Linked DNA regions of Drosophila melanogaster: region 1 is linked to region 2. A link is a contact called in public Hi-C data. All regions are on one chromosome and are shown on one strand. The core of a region is the stretch at or near the end of the contact, and the rest is flanking DNA. Distances in the headings are between cores, read along the strand shown. Region 1 holds the start of lncRNA:CR43242 (long non-coding RNA:CR43242). Region 2 holds the start of Cht10 (Chitinase 10).

Region 1 (4,121 bases), core at 1,244-3,743, 43 kb after region 2:
GTTAAGGCTATGCAAAACAGGAATTTTGTAAATGGAGACAATTGATAAAAAATAATAAATATTTAAAGTCTAGAAACTTGTAAAGTGAAGGGCATTTTTTGTCAAATTAACAATGCATGAGCATACGTGTGCACACATACAGTTGCCGGCTGTCACTGTATGAGCTGTTTGCTGTAAAAAAACAGCTCCGAAAAAATCGTTTTCAAAAAAATCGTATGGCGTTACGCATCTTGTTATTCTAGTGTCTTTGGTCCAACCAACATAGCATAAGGTCTAAAGCCAGGGGTATTCCACTTTGTTACCTAAACTGTGTAAGCGACCCCAACAATAAAAATATACATAAATATGGTCAAAATGTTTTTGTTTGATAGAAAGTAGTTTTTAATAGAAATTTACAAGACTAGTTCTGTGCGGTAAACATTTTTTAGGCTATCAATAACTTAGAAAAAAATAAATGCAATCTTAGTTGTATTAGTTCTAATGTAATTGGAAACATTTAAACTTATCATAGTTGTAAAACCCCGCTCGCACTTGACGTCCTCCAAAAAAACGTCCATTAAGGTCCACTACAGCTGCAAAGAAAAATAAAAGCTAACTATTTACCAAACAAAGTATTCACATATGTATAAAAACCTTTAATTGCACTTTCGATCCGCCTAAACTCTACGAATATTTTAACTGCATCTTCTGGCACAGTTCCGAACGATTCGTGAATGATTACACTGTTCACTTCCCCGTACTTGGTGTTGCATTCGTCTTTTACCTCGGGTTCCAATTCTTCGTCAACGTCCCCGGGTCCTACCATGTTGCGTAGAAGAACAACCTTGCTTGGTGATTTCATAATCTCCGTAATGCTGTATCCGATGTCACCACTCTCAGCCGCCGTGTCTACCATCTGGGGAGGAGGCATGGCCTTGTGGCTGGGACTTGTTCCTATTTGGGAGCCAATAGAAGGTGGCGACAATGCTAGGGGTGGCAGAAAAACGTCTTTTTCGTGTATGATCCGTCCACCACGTTTGGAGGTTTTCTCTACTTGAAGAGCTATGGCCATGCCCTGCTCCGATTTTCCGAGACCTTGACCATCCTTAAACCCATATTTTGCCATAATTTTGGCGGCCACCGAGCTGGCAGAATATGGCATAGTATTAGTGGCTTCACAACCACTATCAATGGACATTTCTTGGAGGGAAGGAGGGGGAGCGATTGTGGCACCTCCCTGTTTAGCTACAAGGCCCGGAGATGGCAAGTACATGTCATCATCGTTTTGCCGGTGGCCAAACCCGCTGAGCTTCAGGTTAGGGGCTGAGACTTCGTCTCTATAAAATTCTCGACGACCGACGCGTCCACGTTTACGATCTTTTTCTTTGTCATCTCGGTCTTCTCGATCACTTACGCCTGCTCGATTTTTGTCACTGCCATTACTTTTCTCTTTAAGTTTTTCATATTCATTTGGCCTTTGAGGATCGTATTCATCGGCAACGTCCCAGTCCCCCCTGTTTATCCTTTCCAGTATGGATGGAAGGGCTTTACCACTTATTAATGGTTTGGATACAACTGTAGTAATTGGAGCAAAACATGTAACTTCTGGATCTGCAAGGCGTTTGGACCTTAGATTAACCACTGGCGTCATAAGCTACATAGGGTGTATTAATAATTGTATGATCTATATCGGCAGATTGTATACTCACTGGTTTTTTGACAGCCATTTTTACTGCCAGCTGGGTCTGTAACATTTTTATTCCCGAAGACCATCCATCAATCTGGCTAGATCGAGCCCTCGTATCAATGCCGTCATACAAATCCATTAACAAATATATCAATACTAGCACCACCTTAAGATATTGATGACAACGAGCTTCAACAATGTTTTTATTTATTTTCAAGGCCCGATAGATTTAATGACTATCAACTGTTCGACTTAATGTCCGATTCACACAGAGCCATATCACTGCAAGAAAGGATGCCCTATCGGGCAAGAACAGATAAGCTACAATAGAAAAAAGTTTACAAATCTATTTATTTATTTAAATTTATTTTAAAATTTTTCTAACACAAAAAAACGCATGCGTCTATTTTATGTTGAAACTTAAGTCAACTACATGGGTCATCGAACTGTTTTTAATTTCACTGTTTTACTAAAATAAAAACTATTGCACAACGATTGCCTTGCATCTATGGCATAGTCATAGTTAGTAGAGCTTACGACTTACACGCTAAATATTATCGATATTGAAGAAAAAAATTAAGAAGAGCTTACAGTTGTTAAAAACAAGTCGTACTTCATAATGTTTTCGTTGCTTTCAAAATAAATACCTTGAAAGAAGGTATTTAATTACCTATGCACGATAAGATACTACTATCATCGAATATATAGGAAACAAACCCCTTTAAACGCTACGAAACAAGGAAAATGTTACTACTTCTATTCATGAGAGTGTGGGCGGGGCTTAAATCGAATAACTTTGTATAAAGATTTCCCATAGTTAACACAAGTTAAACTTCTTAAAACTAATAAAAGCAAAACAAGCATCAATTTTTCACAATTCAAAATTTTATGATAAATAATGCTTGAGAGAGCCAGTAAGAGCGTCGTCTGTTTAGCCGAACCATTTGATTTTGTAATGGTTTTTGTAGCGATAAATTGTGCAACAGTTAATGTATAGTGGATTGAACTGTAGTTACTCGATTGCCAAGACATAATAAATCGACTGAGAAAGTAAAGGAAGATTCCTGCGGGGAATGTGCTTTTCGTAAGTTTTGCATATCTTAGCATTTTCATTGTGTCATTTAAAGAGATTTGTAGATTAGTGTTGATCAAGATCATACAGAATTGCCAATTACATGCGGCACGGGGACTACCGATGTCTAAGCAAAGACATTCGAATATCAAGAGGTTTGTGACGGCCAAAATTGCTCTTACTCCGCCTCGCGTGAAATTGAGAGCGTAGAAGACGATTTTCGAACCGAAATTAATATTGATCTAAGAAGCGAAGTTACATATTTAAAAATGATTTAAAAATTAATGCCTTGACCATTATTGTTTTTATTCTTAATGTTATTTAAATTATTATCAACCGTTCACATAAATATATTTTATTGTTTATAATTAATATTTGTAAAATGGTACTGGAGACATACTTCAACATGAGACTGTGAGCAACATAACAGAATTAAAATTATGTTTATTATTTCAACTAATAAATCAAATGAATTTTATCTAAAATTGTGGATAAAACTTTTGTAATTTAAAAAATAAATTTAAAAAATATATATACATTTTAAAAAATGTATTTCATAAAAACTATACAAACATACATACATAGTTAAAAATGAATATTTATATAATAAATATAAATATACAACTTGTTGCTAAATTTTAGGGCACGACATGCGGATTTCATACGTCGCGAGCTGAATACTGTGAGGAGTCTTAAAACTCTCAAAAAATACAACTTAGGAAAGCTGCTTAGCAACAGCGAAGACGGCTGGAATGTGAGAGTTGTCAGGCGGCCAGGTCGAACGGAAAATAATGGACCTTGGACCCCGACAAAGTGGAGAGACCGTGAACTAACGGTATTGCGCTGGACCTTTGACTCGAGCTCTGGACGGCCAAGGCCCAAGGTCGAACGGTAACAATGCGGACTTTGGACGAGCACAAAGAGGACGCACCTTGAACTAACGTGGCCTTGTACCTGAGCGGACCGTGCACAAAAAAATAACGCGATCCCCGCGACCACCTATACCAACAAGGCGACAAGAGATTCGCGAGTGGGAACGAACAGTGAGAAAGTAAGAGTAACGCCGCGAACAGTCAACCCGTCAGTGAAAAACGCGCACCCGTCGACAAGGTAACGGTCTGTGAGAACGCGCAGGACGTAGAAGGGAATTAGCCAGTGAGCGGACATACAAGGACAATCACTCCAGGTGAAGAACGGTGCAATGCAGAGATCCGCGGAGCACGATAACACAAGAACCTGGTCAGAAGGGACAGTGGAGTCAGTGGTCGGTAAGGGTAGTCCCTGGCCGAGTGTTGCCTTAACCAGTTGACGATATACCCTGGCCCATGACATCCTAATCCCTTTCGATCCTGCACGTGTTCCGTTGTCAGGGACACACAGGAA
Region 2 (4,303 bases), core at 1,089-3,588:
GACCCATCAACCCAAGTAATACGCAAAAATATCTAAATGTAATAAAGCACCCAATACAAACACCCAAATGGAACAAAATAAAAATCCCAAACAACGACCTTTAATGAACTACGACGACGTTTTGAACAACAAACCTTAAACTTTCCGAAACCGTCAACACGTCTTCTAGAGTAAATTTTAAGCCCCATTTATCAAAAATGTCTCTAACTGTAATTCAATGGAATTTAAAATGATGTGTACACAACTACAACTAACTACTTATTCTAATCAAAAAATACTCCGCACACATAATTTCCCTCCAAGAAAGCCGCATACAATACACAAATAATTTACCAACCCCAATAAACTACAAACTGTTAACAAATAACAGTTATGCACCAACAAATTTGGTGGCGTAGCACTACTACTACTACTACACCATCCACAACATCACAAGTGATCTCAAAGCAATAGCCTAGCAATATATACAATCTAAGCCAAAACAAGAGAGAACGCTATAGTTGAGTTCATCGACTATCAGATACCCGTTACTCAGCTAGTGTGAATGCCAACGCGAAATGTAATAATTTTTATGGGATATCGATTGATATTGGGGAATAAAATGAGAAAAAATTTCAAATATGTTCAAAAGTGTTTGCGTGACCGGTTTGGCGGCTTTAGGGGTCTAGAGTGGGCGTGTCAAAAAGCTTTTTGGCAAATCGATTGAAATTTACAAAACTATTAAAATTATGAAAAAATATCCAAAAAATTATGAAAAATGTGGGTGTGGCAGTTCTGGGCGGTTTAAGGTCGTTAGAGTGGGCGTGGCAAAAATTGATTATGCAAATCGATAGAAATTTACAAGACTAATACAAATTAGCCTTTATTGTTCCTGAGATCTCGACGTTCATACGAACAGACGGGCATGGCCAGATCGACTTTGCTATCGATCCTGTCCAAGAATATATATACTTTATATGATCGGAAACGCTTCCTAGTATAGCCTTATGCTCTACGAGTAATGGGTATAAAAATCTATATTTAACAAACAAAAAACTTATAAAGCTTTACTTTATAAAAAAAACTAGGTAAGATTACAGTCATTTCAGTAGAAAAAGGCCAGGTGGACAAGAAAATATTTAAATAAATTAACAAAACGCACAAAACAGCAAGGACAAAACTATTGGAAAACATTTTTATATTTTTTCAATTATTATTGTCTTATCACAAGCCTCAAAAACTGTCACGCCCACATTTTTAAAAAATTAAAAATTTTTTTTTCGTTTATTATTTGTTCTGGCCAAATTCTATCGGTATACCAAAAACTTTTTACCGCGGACACTCAAACGCACTTTTGAATTTGGTTTGATTAATTATTTGTTTTTCCGACTTCTGTCAATATGCCTAAAATAATTAAGAAGATATTTGAAAATGCTATGTAATTGTTCTTAATCGGTAAGAAAAATCGGTATAAACCATTTTTTTTTAATATACAATTACTACAGAAAGATAACTTTCTTTATTGTTGTGTTTTTATATATATGATGTATATATATAATTAGTACCACAAAAATTATCTGTTGTTCATAGAAAAAAATAATATTGTTTACTCACGTTATATAAATCCTAAATTGCCATGGCTGTCCATCCGTTTTTCATTAGTTCTTAACTATAAATAAATAAATCGTTCAGAAAATTTTATCTTAGTTAATTGTATGAATTTTATATATTACCATCCATTTGCTTAATTCAATAAAAATATTTTCTTCGTACATTTTTGTTCTTTTCGCATATTTATTAGGCTTTTATGAACCGGTTTGCTTATTTGGTGTAAAATTAATTTTATATATTTCTTCGTGAATCCAGACAAAGTACGACAGCGAATTAACGTATAGCAAGAAACAGTAAGAAGCGTATGGAAGAGTTAAAAAAACCAAAAATCAAAAAGAGGTTTAACAAGTTTTCAGTTTATCTACTTGAGGCAGGGAACCAATTCGGGTTTTGGCCGTTTTGTGGGAGTTCATTGAACGCCAAGAACTTTGATCGGTCTTCATATCCTCGTTTTGCTTTCACGATGGAACAACTGAGAATGCGTGTTATTTTTGTTGTTGATCAATTAATCAAGTATTTTACTAACTTACATTAACATTACATGCTTTTCTCTTTTCTACGTTTTAAACGTTTTTAGACATTTCTATTGGCATTTCAACGAAAGTACATTTTCCCTTAGGGCGCGGTTACGAACTAATGTCACACTTTTATAAAAAATCTAGCAATGCCATGCTATGCTATCACTTACTGAGTTGCTGAAGGCGGCGGTAACATCCGATAATTTGCACACAACCTTTCACAAGTGTGATCACTATAAAACTGTAGGTGTTTGAGCTGAGGACGCTTCTATTTATACTTATACATTTTTCAATAAAAAAAAAAAAGGGAATGCCACCAGGAGAGAGCAGCATTATTGAATCAGAGAGTTCTATGTTTCTTTCTTTACTCACTCAGCCACCAGTGTCCTATCCTAATTGTGTGTTTCCGCCCAACAACTACAGAAGGCGAGAGGCGAATATGTGGCGGGACACTTGCCAACGACTTTAATCGTCAAGTCTATTATATTAACGAAAAAAGAACTAAGAAAGTAGACGCCTTATAGGATGATCGCTTTAAATATTTTTTACCAAATTAGAACATAATGTATCGAATTAATGCATATTTTATTTTTTAAGTTTTATGCATATAATATGAATATACATATGTATGTATATTTATGTATGTCTGTACGATTTCTATCGGTATACCAAAAACATTTTTTCCCGCCCACTCAAACACCACCAAAGCGCCACGCCCTTGTTTTAATCTTAAGATGTTTTTCTCAATACACTCAAATTTTTGAAGACATATAATTCTGGATTAATTTGATAAAACTTTATAATTCAGCTTTCGTAATAATATTCCATTAAATGCTTTCTATTAACTCATTGTTTCTCTGTAATTAATCATAAATTGTAGAGTAAATGGCTGTACTAGATTCGTTGAAAAGTATGTATAGGCATAAAGAAGCGTTGCCGACAATATAAAGTAAATATATATATTCTGGATCAGGATCAATAGCCGAGACGATCTGACTTTGTCCATATGAACACGTCGATTTCAGGAATGTTGAGATTAGGCATACAGATTGTAGATTGCTACAGCCACTCTAACGCCCAAAACTACCACGACCATACTTTAAAAAAAATGTTTTCTTCGTTTTATGGTTTGTCTTGCCAAATTCTATAGTTATACAAAAACCTCTTAGGGCACGTCCCTCCCTACAGCAACAAAACGCCCAGAATGGACACGCCTACATTTTTAAAACATTTTTATTAGGTTCTCAATTGATTCCGAAATATCTGTCGATATCCCAGAAAATTAAGAGAATAAAATTTCGCGTTCGGTTTCACTCTAGCTGATCAACGACTATTGCATACTCTCTTACTTTCATTAAAACCAATAAAAAATCATCTGAGGGAAGGAATCGAATTGCAACTCAATACGGCAAATACGGTGTAGCAGACGTCAAAAGACTATATAAGCAGGACAGGACGATAGGAATTTTATATTGACACTAAATACAGAAAAGGCCAAATTCAAAGAGAAAAATTCGGAAAACCAAATAAAAATATAGAAAAAATAGATTAAGACCATTACCAAATCACTAATCAAAATAGGGAAACCAAATACTACAAAACACAATTTAAGAAACAAATAACTAATATCTAATACCGTTTAACTTCCGCAGGAGCCTTGTGTATAATAATGTTGTTTCTATTCTTCACCACGGGCCACAGACTACAATTTCAAATAATAAACATAGATCCAGACCCTTGGCTACTTACTCTTCTCGAGCAATCCAATTCAAATACCTGTAGTATATGAACATCACGGTCTAAGAATTAATTTAACGGAAATCAATGTCATCACTAATTCTTTTGGTAACAAAATCACAGACGCGCCCAGAATGAAATACTTATACAATAAACTACTGAAAGAATAAAATGGTTTAACTATTCATCAGCAAAATGGGCAGACAAATATGGACAAAATAGGTTCATATTTTAAATTTATTTTTGGCACACTTGTATTGACACAATCGTTTATGAACTTATGCAATTTATTGTATACATAGAAGACTTAGAAATGGGCATGCAACTTTCACGTCTGTGACTTTTGAATCCAAAATTACTCAATTACAATAAGTTATAAAGCATTAACAACCAGAATATACATTTCAGCAAAACATAAACTTGGATTGACCACAAAATTAACGAATTATTACTCATTT

Evidence for each region. Hi-C and Micro-C count contacts between places; a contact is called where the count stands out from the background.
Region 1: a contact with region 2 is called in a Hi-C map of the Kc167 cell line, with 3 times the contacts expected there. A contact is called at or near these places in 7 of 107 Hi-C or Micro-C datasets (the Clone 8 cell line, the Kc167 cell line, the S2 cell line and 1 more).

Annotation. Positions count from the first base shown.
Region 1 is chr2L:23,066,512-23,070,632 of dm6, forward strand. lncRNA:CR43242 (long non-coding RNA:CR43242) reads left to right here and starts at 2,494. Exons shown (of 2, transcript NR_048041.1): 1 at 2,494-2,750; 2 at 3,381-4,121. It overlaps Spf45 (Spf45,), which reads right to left and starts at 1,875. Exons shown (of 3, transcript NM_001042961.3): 1 at 1,689-1,875; 2 at 634-1,633; 3 at 363-572. The coding sequence starts at 1,805. The coding sequence ends at 478.
Region 2 is chr2L:23,023,577-23,027,879 of dm6, forward strand. It overlaps Cht10 (Chitinase 10), which reads right to left and starts at 2,339. Exons shown (of 9, transcript NM_001042957.2): 1 at 2,279-2,339; 2 at 1,594-1,648.